2 separate regions of the Capra hircus genome follow, and region 2 is linked to region 1. A link is a contact called in public Hi-C data. All regions are on one chromosome and are shown on one strand. Each heading gives the region's core, a stretch centred on a gene start, on an enhancer-like site or on the middle of the called end of the contact. The rest is flanking DNA. Distances are from core to core; before and after follow the strand shown.

Region 1 (6,091 bases), core at 77-2,576:
GAGTGCTCTCCACCAGAGCTGGTACCTTGATTTTGGATTTTCAGCCTCCAAAGCTGTGAGAATAAGTTTCTGTTCTAACCACCAACTTCGTGGTAATTTGTTACAGCAGCTCTAGGAGTCTAACAATGCCTGCTGTGTTTCAGGCCCATTGTAGGATTTCATGCACAGAAGATTGGATCCTTTTTTCACCTGGTGAGCCAACCAGGTGTTGCTAGGCATGAAAGAAAGGAAGTGGGTAAAAAAGCAAAACCCATAAAAAACAAATAATTACTTTTAATTAAAAAGAAAAAAATAAAGTCCCTGGCCTCATCTTAAATTCTAACGCGTGGAGGCAGGTTATAAACCACGCAGAGCATGTTGGGTGGTGATGTATATTATAGAGAAAAATCAAGGATAGGAGTTACTGTTTTGAACTGTATGGTCATCACCCTAATTGGCATCATTTGGGCAGAGAGGCAAGGAGGCAACGTTGCAGATACCTGGAGAATGTGTTAGGGAGAGAAAACTTGCAAGTGCAAAGGCCCTGAGGCCAGAGCATGTTTTATATGTTGAGAGAACGTAGTGAGAAGGCCAGCTGGAGCAGAGCCAGCAAGCGGGAGGGAAGGAAGAGGTTCTGGGTCATATATAGGCCTTGTGGAGACTATTAGGGCTGTGCCTGAGTCCGAGCTGGGAGGCCTTTCTCCGCCAGGGAAGTTACATGACTTGTCCAAGTCCCAGGAGCTAAAGAGGACCGAGGACAGAATGCAGGTCAGCCCAGTTCGAAAGCCTGTGCTGTCTCTGAGACGCAAGGAAAGCCAAAGGCAGGCTCTTTGTTAATATGTAATAAGTCCAAACATTCAGAGAGCTCTTGGTAGTTTTCCAAATACTTCATCTGTTAGCTTGCTGGATTCTAACAAGTGGCAGAGTTGGGATCCAGTGCCAGCCAGGCCTCCTTACCACCCCCTCCCCGGGGCCTGTCCATTCTCTGGTTCCTGGCCTTCTTAAGGAGGGCTCGTGCAGTGTCATCTCTCCTGCGCCCACCACCCGTCCTGACACTGGGCAATGGTGGCTCACAGGATACAGACGCACCTGGGCGCCCCTGGTGTTAACTTGTTTTGAATTCACCATCAGAGATGCATAGTTCATGTCGGAGTCTCCTGTCTCCACCACTGAAATTATGCCAGCTCAAGGTGTGCCGTGTCTGACCCAGCCCCTCAGCACTCTTCTTAACAGGAGACAGGCCATTTCAGGAACCCAAGGTCACACAGAACCACTGTGTAAGCGCCTGGCTTGGGCCGCTTCCCAGTGTCTTGGCACATGTCCAGTCACAGTGCTGGGCAGCCGGCAGGCCTAGTGAGGGGGCAGGCACAGCTGAACTCCGCCTGGTACCGCTTGAGGAATGCAGGGCACCGAGCAGCTGCAGTCAGCTCGCAAGACTTTTATTCCAGCTTGTCTGGAGTGGAAGAAGCAGGCTCATGATCCTCCCACGTGTAATGGGAGTGAGGATTTTTTTGTTTGTTTTTAGGTTTAATTGACTGCACCGGGTCTTAGTTGTAGCGCACACAATCTGTTTTCTGTTGTGGGCATGTGGGATCTAGTTCCTCGACCAGGCATTGAACCCTGGCCCCCTGCATTGGGAACGTGGAGTCTTAGCCACCGGACCACCAGGGAAGTCCTGATGGTCCCGTTTTACGGTTTTATTAGCTGGGAATGGGGAGCTCTGGGTGGTGCCCCTTACCAAACCTTCCTGTGCCAGAAACAGAAAGCAGCCCAGCAAAGTGTGTGGGCTCGGGCTTGGTCAGACCTGGGTTTGAATCCCGGCTCCACACACTAGCTGTGTAACCGTGGGCCAAGTTACTTAGCTTCTCAATGCTTTATTTGTTCATCTATAACTCGGAGGGTAGTAGCATTTCCCTCAATTAAATTATATGAAGTACTTAGCACAGCACCTGGCCATCATGTGCAATGAAAGAATGAAGTCCATTGTTATTAGCTGGCCATGACCTTGGAATTCAGAGTCATAGATTATATGGATAAGCAAGGCTGTTTGCTGGTGGAGCTCAGACTCAGGGCCTACTGACTCACCCAAGGGCTTTCTCTATTCCCTATTCCTGGGTGGACCCAAGGCAAGTCTGTGTCGAGACAGGGTAGAGGCCAATTCACAGAGAGGCTGAGGTGCTTGTCTAGAGTAGCCCAGCCATAGAGGAGCTCTTGCAGGGTGCTGGCAGGGGAAGGGAAAGAGACGACCAGTCCTCTGGCTTTTGCAGCTGAGGAGACAGTGGAACCTCCCATGAGATGGGGGCAGATGGGGCAGCTTGAAACAGGAAGCATGTGCAGGTGGGTAGAGAACTGGGTTCAGACATGCACTCAAGGCCCTGTGAGATGTTTAGGTGGACATGCCCAGGGCGTAAGAACTTGGGCAGCGGCCCTGAACAGCTGGGGCTGGAACCCTGATTGTCAGATCCCAAGGCTGCAGCTGGTTCCTCACCACATAGACCAGCCTCTGGTGGCCTTGGCTCCCTGTCCACAGCGTGGACTGGACCGCAAGCCTGAGATGGGGCTGCTCTTCCCAGAATGGCCTTGACCTCGGGTGGATGCTAACCATTTCCTCATCTGCAAAGTCAGTGGGACCGGCTGTTGTCCAAAGGCTGCAGCCCTGCAGTTTTAGAGTGCTGGGTAAGACTGTGGGATCTAATGGGCCAAGACCTCCCCTGAACACCAGAGAAAAGGGGGCAGCAATGCGCTCTGCAGTAAGGAGAAATAGTTGGATGAATGAACGAACGATGAATACACGAGGAAGTGAGTGAATGAGGCTTATCAAACGAAACAATGTGAGTGTGTCAGTAAGTGGCGTGCTTTAAGTCCTTTCTAGAAGGCAGAGACATAGGATGAATAAATGCTGAATGTATTCACCCTCTCCAGCAAACGGAGAGTGTGGGTGGGCCTGCGCTGTCTCCTATTCTCTGCGACCTTTCCGCCCCACCCCCACCTGCCCTGCGCACTGGAGAGGGCCTGGCATGGGCTGTTGCTTGGAGTCAGGAGCCAGGATTTGGGATGGAGGAAGGGCATCAGGAAGAAGCTGTGAGGGAGGCAGAGGGCGGCCAATTTGAAGATCCCGTCAACTACAAATTGACACTGGCCAAGAGAATTTGCCAGCAAATGAACAAGAACAATAAGGGCATTTGCCGTCTGCCTAGAGGAGACTGAACCCTGTGCTGCTGCAGCTGATGGCTTTCAATACCCGCTGAGGGAGTTCAGGGTGGAGTGAGGCCCTCTGTGTTCCAGGGAATCTGGTGGGTCGGGTCTTTAGATAGATGTTTTCAGGAACTGATTTCGTGACCCCAATCTTTGCATTTCTTCATATCTATTGTTGTTGTTCAGTCGCTCAGTCATGCCCGACTCTTTGTGACCCCATGGACTGCAGCACGCCAGGCTTCCCTGTTCTTCACCATCTCTCGGAGTTTGCTCAAACTCATGCCCATTGAGTTGGTGATGCCATCCAACCATCTCATCCTCTGTCGTCCCCTTCTCCTCCTGCCCTCAATCTTTCCCAGCATCAGGGTTTTTTCTAATGCATCTCTGTGCATCAGGTGGCCAAAGTACTAGAACTGCAGCTTCAGTTTCAGCATCAGTCCTTCCAGTGAATTTTCAGGACTGATTTCCTTTAGGATTGACTGGTTTGATCTCCTTGGTGTCCAAGGGACTCTCAAGCATCTTCTCCAACACCACAGTTCAAAAGCACCAGTTCTTCGGCGCTCAGCCTTCTTTATGGTCCAACTCTCACAACCATACTGTTCACTTCAGTTGCTCAGTCATGTCCGACTCTGCGACCCCGTGAATCTCAGCACGCCAGGCCTCCCTGTCCATCACCAACTCCCGGAGTTTAGGAGTTTATTCAAACTCATGTCCATCGAGTCGGTGATGCCATCGAGCCACCTCATCCTCTGTCGTCCCCTTCTCCTCCTGCCCCCAATCCCTTCCAGCATCAGAGTCTTTTCCAATGAGTCAACTCTTCGCATGAGGTGGCCAAAGTATTGGAGTTTCAGCTTCAGCATCAGTCCTTCCAATGAACACCCAGGACTGATCTCCTTTAGAATGGACTGGTTAGATCTCCTTGCAGTCCAAGGGACTCTCAAGAGTCTTCTCTAACACCACAGTTCAAAAGCATCCATTCTTCGGTGCTCAACTTTCTTCACAGTCCAACTCTCACATCCATACATGACTACTGGAAAAACCATAGCCTTGACTAGATGGACCTTTGTTGGCAAAGTAATGTCTCTGCTTTTCAATATGCTATCTAGGTTGGTCATAACTTTTCTTCCAAGGAGTAAGCATCTTTTAATTTCATGGCTGCAATCATCATCTGCAGTGATTTTGGAGCCCCCCAAAATAAAGTCTGACACTGTTTCCACTGTTTCCCCATCTATTTACCATGAAGTGATGGGACGGGATGCCATGATCTTTGTTTTTTGAATGTTGAGTTTTAAGTCAGCCTTTTCACTCTTCTCTTTCACTTTCATCAAGAGGCTCTTTAGTTCCTCCTCACTTTGTGCCATAAGGGTGGTGTCATCTGCATATTTGAGATTATTGATATTTCTCCCGGCAATCTTGATTCCAGTTTGTCCTTCATCCAGCCCAGCATTTCTCATGATATACTCTGCATATAAGTTAAATAAGCAGAGTGACAATATACAGCCTTGATGTAATTCTGTCCCAATTTGGAACCAGTCCATTGTTCCATGTCCAGTTCTAACTCTTGCTTTTTGACCTGCATACAGGTTTCTCAGGAGGCAGGTCCGGTGGTCTGGTATTTCCATTTCTTTAAGAATTTTCCACAGTTTGTTGTGATCCACACAGAAATCACACTTAGAATCAAACCTCTTACCTGCCAGAGACACTCGGAGGGCACAAACAGAGCCTTGTGTGCACCAGGACCCAGGAGGAAGGAGAGGGTTCCCACAAGAGGCTGAGCCAGACTTGCCCGTGAGGGTCCCAGCGTCTCTGGCAGAGGCGTGGGTCAACAGTGGCCTGCCACAGGGTCGGGGCACTGAATACAACAGTCCTGGGAGCCCCAGAGTGCTGGCTTAAGTCCTTTTGAAGGAGCTCACCATTACTGCCATTACCCTGACCATAGTTTGGCCTCAGGGAGGGAACTACAGGGAGGGAACACAACCCCACCCATCAACGGAAAATTGGATAAAGATTTACTGAGCACAGCCCCGCCCACCAGAGCAAGACTCAGTTTGCCCCACAGTCAGTAACTTCCTATCTAGAAAAGCACTAAATCCCGTCATGATGATATCAGCTCCCGGTGACTAGCAGAAAACCTCTTGTAAAGTAAGTGCTTGATTGCATTGAACTCCTTCTTTACCAAAATCTTTTATACTGACCTTCCCCTAATGCCTCTTTGGAGCAGTCTCTCAGAGCTATCTGAGGCGCTGTCTCCTGGGATGCAGTGCTCATTTTGCCCCAAATAAAATTTAACTCGCAGCTCTCAAGTTGTGCATCTTTTTTGTCAGTTTAGACAGTTATGGCGATTGACGAAGTGACCCAGTGGACTTCCCTCCTTCGCCTGAACTCCGTGAGGAACCAGAGCTTTGATACCAGCAGTGGTGTGCCCATCCGCCCTCTTGGGGCGTGCAGATGAATTTGGGTAAGTCGGTCCTGGTTCTCGGATCTCCTGTATTGGTTGTGATTGTGGGTTTTATTTGGTGGTGGAGCAGGTTACTTGCCTGTTCCCAGTTGAAACATGATACTGGGGGGGGGGGGGCGATTGAAATAAACTGGGGCATACCCCACTCACTAGACACTGAGTGGGGCTCAGCTAAAAGATAGCAGGGCAACAATGCCCACCCAATGGAAAGGTACTGGGTGGGCAGGGCTCGACCTAAAGAAATCCAGGAATACCCGGGGCTTGGCTGAAAGATACCTGTTGCTCTTTTGTAGGGGACTGAGTGGTTTTGGCTGAGTGGTTAGGTAAGAGCTGATCTGACACTCAGTTCTTTATAGAACTTGTCAGGATAAAAGCGAGGAGATTACATGAGAGCCTTGCTCCAAAGAAAAGGGAGGATTCCTCCCAGCCAGTTATGGTTTTCTCAGGTGACTGAGAAAT
Region 2 (6,754 bases), core at 1,859-4,358, 45 kb after region 1:
TGCTGGGCCTGCCCGCTCTGCTGGCCTCAGAGAGGACAGAGATCTCCCTGGGGAGGAGCAGTGTAGGATGGGGGCCTTTCCTGGGTAGGGCAGGGGCTGCCTCCCTCTACTGAAAGCGGGATCCCGCTTTTGTACTTCCTGGCTGGGAGACCCTGGGCAAAGTGCTGAGCCCTGTAATCCCTGCTGGGAAAGCGGTGTTGGTGAGGCCTGGGTGAGCTACCATTGCTTCGTCCTGCCCTAAACTGCACGTCCTGACCACTGCCCCCAGCGCCGGAGGGCTGCCCGGCCTGAAACAGACCAAGTCACACTCCAGCTTGGGCCCTTGGGAAGAACATGACCTTGGGCCAATTACTTAACCCCTCAAAACTTGAGTTTCCTCACCGGTAAGATGGGCAGACACGACCCACTTTGTGGAGTGGTTGTGAGGATTAGACAAGCGTGTAGAACAGCACCGAGTGTGGCAGCTGCACATGAGGGGTGCTGGGAGGTGGAAGTCTTTGTTGAATGACTGGGTGCCTCAGACTGGATGCTGGGAGATTCTGCCTGAGTCCCACCCACCCTGCTTTCCGTGGATCCACGTGATCAAGCTCCCAGGGTCCCACTGCCCCTTCCTGACTTTTAATATCTTCTGTCATGTTTCCCTGCCTTTAGTCTTCTTGCAAGGAGAACCCTTTTAACCGGAAGCCATCACCCACAGCATCCCCAAGTGTAAAGAAGGCCACCAGGGGCTCGAAGCCAGCGAGACCACCTGCCCCAGGACATGGCTTCCCACTCATCAAACGCAAGGTATCTGCTGGGAGCCCCAGATACCTGGCTACCTGGGCTCCGGCCCCGTGCCTTGGCGGCCTCAGGCTTCCTGTGGGACCCTGCGACAGGGAGGTCCGTCTGGGCACCTTCCCTGAGATGTGGGAGGGGGCGTGCCTGGGAGGCCCAGGTGGGAGATCTGACTTGCAGCCAGGGGGAATTTTGAGCAGATCAGCTGCTCTGACCAAAAGCACTGGGTGATGCATTTAAATTGTTGCTAATAATAGTGCAAGGATCAAAGCCTTCACATGACATACTTCTACTTAAACAGCTTAAGAGTGTTCTTGGTTTCTCTCTCCTTTGGGTCTCTTTCTCATATTATGATGTCCTTTCTGGAGTGCCAGAGGAGGGGAGGAAGTTGCCAAGAGAGGCAGAAAGTTGTGTCACCCTCTGGGCATGCCTGACGGCACTGGGACCCAGGGCATGGGGTGTGGGACAGAGCCTGGGAGGCCAGCACTGGCCAGAGGGAAGCTCCTGGCGGCAGACAGATGGGAGGGCGGGCTGATCGCAGGTGACTGGGTGCTGTTGGGCAGGTCCAGTCCGACCAGTACATCCCCGAGGAGGATATCCACGGAGAAATAGACACCATCGAGCGCCAGCTGGATGCCCTGGAACACCGTGGGGTCCTGCTGGAGGAGAAGCTGCGTGGCGGAGTGAACGGTGTGGGGGCTGTGGGGGGCTTGGCAGGGGGTCGGGGGGACTCAGGTGGGGGAAGCCTCTTCCCCAGGGTGGGAGCCGCCATGGCATCCTTGCCAGCCCTGGCCTCAGTGAGCACCTGGCTTGCAGAGGGCCGTGAAGACGACATGCTGGTGGACTGGTTCAAGCTTATTCACGAGAAGCACCTGCTGGTTCGGCGGGAGTCCGAGCTCATCTATGTGTGAGTCCTGCCTCCCCTCCGTCCCCGCCTGGCTCCCCCCTGCCCTGAATCCACAGAGCTCAGGACTGAGAATCTTCACCTTCTTCCCGCATCAGCTCAGGGCAGGGCAGGCAGCCGGGGCAGAAATAACAGTCACCTACTTCCCACTTTCCAGCTTCAAGCAGCAGAACCTGGAGCAGCGGCAGGCCGACGTGGAGTACGAGCTCCGGTGCCTTCTCAACAAGCCAGGTGATGGTGGCCACGCCCCGTCCCCGGTCACCTGCCCTGGGGCCTGGTGACACGGAGGAGTGGGCTGGGGAAGGACGGACAGAGCCCTGATGGGGAGGCCTGAGCAGACTGTGGGAGCAGGGCCAGAGGACATGGCGGGAGGTGCTGTCTTGGTCCTAACAGGGGGTTAATAGACTCAAGCCAAGATGGGAGAGGGGACCCGCGTGGGGCTGTGACATCTGTGTGTCGGATGACAGGCCTGCAGAGACCTCTCCAAGGCCAGGAGCAGACTGACCTTTTTTGGCCCCCTCCTCCCCCGGAAGGTGTGGGTGGGTAGGTCCTGGGGTGTAGGGTTGGGGGCAGTCAGTCTCCAGGGCCCTGGGCTGCCTCGATGAGTGAGGGAGAGCATGTTTCTGTCCTGGGGCAGCTCTGGGCTCATGGCCATTAGGTCAGAGCGTGGCAGGACTCTGCTGGTGCAGGGACGGCCAGTGGGAGGGCCCCCTGCACGGCATGGCTCAGAGCGACTCTGGGAGGGAGGGATGGGGTGTGCTGAGGATGGAGGGGAGCAACTGGGAGGGGCTGGGCATGGAGCCACACCGTCCTGTGCGCTGCGGGAACTTGCTGGTGCCCTTAGGATGTGTGTTGGCTGCACATCCCGGGCTTGGCACGCAGTCTCAGTGGCTCCGTGTGTGACACAGGAACGGAGGTGCCCACCTGGGAGGGCGTTCTCAGGAACAGGAGATGGGATGTGGAAATGTGCTGTGCCCTTGGAGGGGCTGATGCTTACTACGTGACCAAGTTGGGGTCTGCCCACGACGTGGGGTGAAGCACAGCTGTGGGCTGAGAGAGACTGCGGGACTGTGGCACGTCCAGAGGCAGGAGCCAGGGCTTTTGACCACTTCCTCTGGCCCAGGTGGTTAGGAATCGTTGTTTCCCATTGAACAGATGAGGAAACGGAGAGCCAGAGAGGTTGAGACTTGCCTCTTGGTGGGGGAGCTGGGCTTCTTTCCGAGTCTCTGACTTGGCCGTGTGCCTGCACACACACAGTCCCTCCTCCTGGCTGGGATGGTGGCCCTGCTTTCCCATTGACTGGGCAGCTTGGGAGGCTGGATGAGACCCAGAGTCAGGAATGCCCCTGGGGAAGTCACAGAATGTCCCAGCCCTCCACTGCCCTCTATGAGTCACTCCCAAATCTCCGGAGGCTGGGGCGTGGCCACCATGCCGAGGGAGCCGCAGCGACACCTTGTGGCCAGAGAGGGGCCCGCACCTCTGTTCTCCAGGCCAGCCTGGCCCTGGGCCTTGTGTGTGTTACTTCTCCAGTCCTGTGTGAGATGGCAGTGCATTCTGGGCTTGTCTTCCTGTCCTGGTTGTTGCCTTTGGAAGGTGATACTGGTTTAAAGGCCCCAGGTAGGCCGGAGATTAAGGCTGTAGCTTGGGGACATGGGGCTGCCCGGAAACAGGCACTGGCTCCACCCTTGCCGTGGGACACTGGTCAGGGACTTAGCTTCCCTGAGCCTCAGCTTTCCCCCGTGTAGGCTGCGGACATAGCTTACCCAGGCCCCAGATTCGAGAAACAGCAGAGTAGGCTTTGAACTGGAGTGATGACTCTGAAACCCACATTGTCCCCTGGAACTGTGCTGGGCCATTGGTCCAGTTTTGGCAAGAGGAGGCGGTACGGGTTTGTGCCATGGCTGAGGGGTGAGGAAGCCTGTAGTGGCAGATGTTGTATTAGGAAGGTCATATGTGGGGGCATCTGTCCCCTGGAAGTCTGCAGGCTGGGTTAGAGGAATACCAAGGAGCAGGTGGGTCTCTGAGGGTGTGGTTCTGTGGGATGGCCTGCGTTCTTGAAATCAGGAGACGGGGTGGGGGAGGGCAGCAGGTGTCTGAGATATCAGGGACACTTCCTGGCAGGTCTCCCAACCCCCAGGGTCCGTTCTAGTCCCCCCTCCTTCCTGGCATTAGATGGGTGTCCGAGGATGCCTCTTGGGTCACGTTGCTCCTCCTGTATGTGCTCCCTGGGGTTCCCTGGTATCTCCCCACTCCTGCCAGCCCGCCATTGGAAACTCTTAGCAGGCCCAGCCCTAATCCCGCCTCTCCCAAGAAACCACCTAGTGAACACTGGTTGCATGAATGTGTGAACATAAACAGGAAACGCTTTGGGCCGCGCTGGTCTCTGTTCGCAGAGCCTGCGTTGTACTGGTCCTCTCAGAGCCCCCTGGGAGAGTCTCTTTGGTAGGCAGACTGGTATTCTTGGTCTCTTCTGCAACAACCTCTGTTTCTCCAAAAACTGTAATCCCCACCCATCTGGGCTTCTCCTTATCCTCATGGTGTCCAGCGTGGGGCTGATCGGCAGTCACCCTTAGCACTTAGGTGTTGGTTCCTTGCTTCCTGGGCCTCATGTCCCCAGCTTTTCTCCTTGAGCAGAAAAGGACTGGACAGAGGAGGACCGGGGCCGAGAGAAGGTGCTGATGCAAGAGCTCGTGACCCTCATCGAGCAGCGCAACGCCATCGTCAACTGCCTGGACGAGGACCGGCAGAGGTGACTTGGCTAGGGGCGGGGCTCCCGGGGCTTCCTTGGGGATGAGACCTTCACCACCAACCATCTCAGCTCCCCCTTGCTCAGCCTGTGTGGAGGCTCTGGAGGGGCCTGAGAGATTATCTGGCCCTTCCTCCTGTGGGACACTCAGCTTCCCTGTCTCATTTCAGGGAGGAAGAGGAAGATAAGATGTTGGAAGCCATGATCAAGAAGAAAGGTGAGGCCCCTCCTGGGGCTCTGGCCCGCTTGAACTCCTGCAGGGTGGGGGGCCGGTTGAACACAGCGTTGGAAGGGGTACCCACAGGGACAGTGTGTGCAAGCCTTTCTTTTGCCAAGAAGGCCATGTGTAGCAAGGCAAGCCAACCTATGGCCAGGAAGATGGGTGTGGAATGCTGTGGTACCAACAGGGAGGGTGGTGGCGTATGGGGCCCTTTCCCAGGGTATGTCTGCCTTGAGCTGTGCATTCCTCCTTGAGATCCATAGCTGGTTCAGGAGCGGTCTGTGGGTTCAAAGAGCAGTCCCCCAACTCCCGCCCTTGGAGAAGATGAGAGAGCACTGGACTGGGAGTCAGGAGGCCTGGGCCTAATCTTGGTTCCCTCAGTGATTCATTTTGTGGCCTTGCGGTTCCGTCTGGGCTCCAGTTAGACTGGATTCTGGTCCCAGCTGTGACGCGTCCCAGCTGGGTGGCTTTGTGCCAGCGCTTCACCCCTTCAGGCCTCACTCTCCTTGTCTGCAGGATGGGGGTGAACAGAGGCACCCACCTCCTGGGCAGGTGCTGAGGATGACTGAGATAACCTGTATAAAGCATTTAGGCATGGCCTGGCACCCACAAAAAGCTTGGCTGGTGGTAATCTGTTTCAAACTCACATTTTCCTTGTCCATAATAAGTGAGGGACTGGGCCAGATGACTGCGGTTTCTTCTAGCTCTGACAGTCAGTGTTTGTGTTGTGAGCCACAGAGCTGTAGGGGAATAGAGGCTTTTCGAGATAAAACATCAGTCGTGCTCTAGGGCTCCCCCACTGCCTTCGTGTCCCGATCCCTGCCGAAATGCTGGGAAGGGGTGGGGTCCCATCCTAGAGGTGAAGAACTGGAGATGCAAAAGGATGAAGGGACATGTCCACGGTTCCAGGCGACGTGGGGGTGGTGGTGGGCTGAGACTGTTGGCTGCCACTCCCTGGCCCGCCCCAATCAACTGCCCTTTCCCTTCTGCAGAGTTCCAGAAGGAGGCTGAGTCCGAGAGCAAGAAGAAGGGCAAGTTCAAGACCATGAAGGTGCTGAAGCTGCTAGGAAACAAGCGTGATACCAAGAGCAAGTGCCCTGGAGACAGGAGCTAACGGTGCAGACTGCCAGCTGGGGACACCACCCCCGCACTGGCTGTGCTCTGCGGGGCGGGGGGGGAGCTTCTGTGTCCCTTCAGGATCAGTCAAGAGGAAAGATGACTTAGGGGAGGGAGCCTCTGGGTGATGGCCTCTCCCTCCTCAGGGCCTTCTGGCTGGTCTGGGCCAAAGAGTTTTTCTTCCCTCTCCTCTGAGCCCCCTGCCTGGCTCTCCTGACTCCAGATGCTGTGACCGACCCCAGGAGCGAGCAGGGTCTCGTCCCACGAGCCCCTGCCCTTGGTCCCGCTTCACTCCTGTACCACGTGTGGAGGGGAGCAGAGGGTCTGTCTGCCTATGAGGGTCTGCCTGTGGTGGACCCTCTGGCCTGGGTCTCCTGCCCTCTGGGCAGGTCGGCAAGCCAGACTCGGCCACAGCGGCCCCTTCCCACTCCCCGCCGTCCTGGGTCTGAGTCCCTGTCATCCTGGCAGGGCAGGCAGCCTTGCCTCTCTCTCTCCGCACTCAGGAGCTCTATTTATGAAGTCTCTTAATTAAAGTTGGAGGTAGTTACTGTGTCCTCAAGACCTGAAGGGGCCTCATGGACAGACCCCTCCCTTTGTTCCTCGAAGTCTTAGGAGGTGCTTCCCTCACCTCCCCTCATTCTGCAGGAAGTCTCCCTGCCCGAGACAGGGTGCTGGGGCGGGTGGGGTGCCCGGGAGCTGAGCCCCCCAAGGGCGGGCCCCGGGGGAGGCGGGCGGGCCCCAGGCCAGCAGCAGGCGGGCGTGCTGCCTGTAGGTGCTAACCCTGGCCCTTCACCCCACACCGTGGCCCCGGCCCCTCCCGTGGGCTCTCCCCGCCACCCCAGGGCCGGGGTGCGGCAGACCCGCCCCTGGTGGTCAGCGCCAGCCTGTCTCCTCACACGCGCCTGTTGTCTGTTCCCTCCCGACTCTGTCGCCTCCAAAGGACTGATGGCCGCTCACCCCCTGGGACGGCTGTGGGAGAGGAGGAGCCGATGGG

What was found. A called contact is a pair of places that touch in the nucleus more often than the background predicts.
Region 2: a Hi-C map of blood shows a contact between it and region 1, with 2.0 times the contacts expected there. The contact joins two enhancer-like sites.

The regions. Positions count from the first base shown.
Region 1 is chr5:108,615,510-108,621,600 of ARS1.2, forward strand. It overlaps LOC108636071 (a long non-coding RNA gene), which reads left to right and starts at 5,215. Exons shown (of 4, transcript XR_001918122.1): 1 at 5,215-5,316; 2 at 5,499-5,632. Within about 2 kb of position 1,327, at least 4 of the 5 cell types and tissues checked have an H3K27ac peak or open chromatin away from gene starts, as enhancers often do.
Region 2 is chr5:108,658,848-108,665,601 of ARS1.2, forward strand. MICALL1 (MICAL-like protein 1) reads left to right here. Exons shown (of 16, transcript XM_018048741.1): 10 at 652-786; 11 at 1,338-1,464; 12 at 1,591-1,681; 13 at 1,836-1,909; 14 at 4,313-4,427; 15 at 4,595-4,641; 16 at 5,637-6,754. The coding sequence ends at 5,758. Among named protein-coding and RNA genes, the nearest start is that of C5H22orf23, 13 kb to the right of the region's middle. Within about 2 kb of position 3,109, at least 5 of the 5 cell types and tissues checked have an H3K27ac peak or open chromatin away from gene starts, as enhancers often do.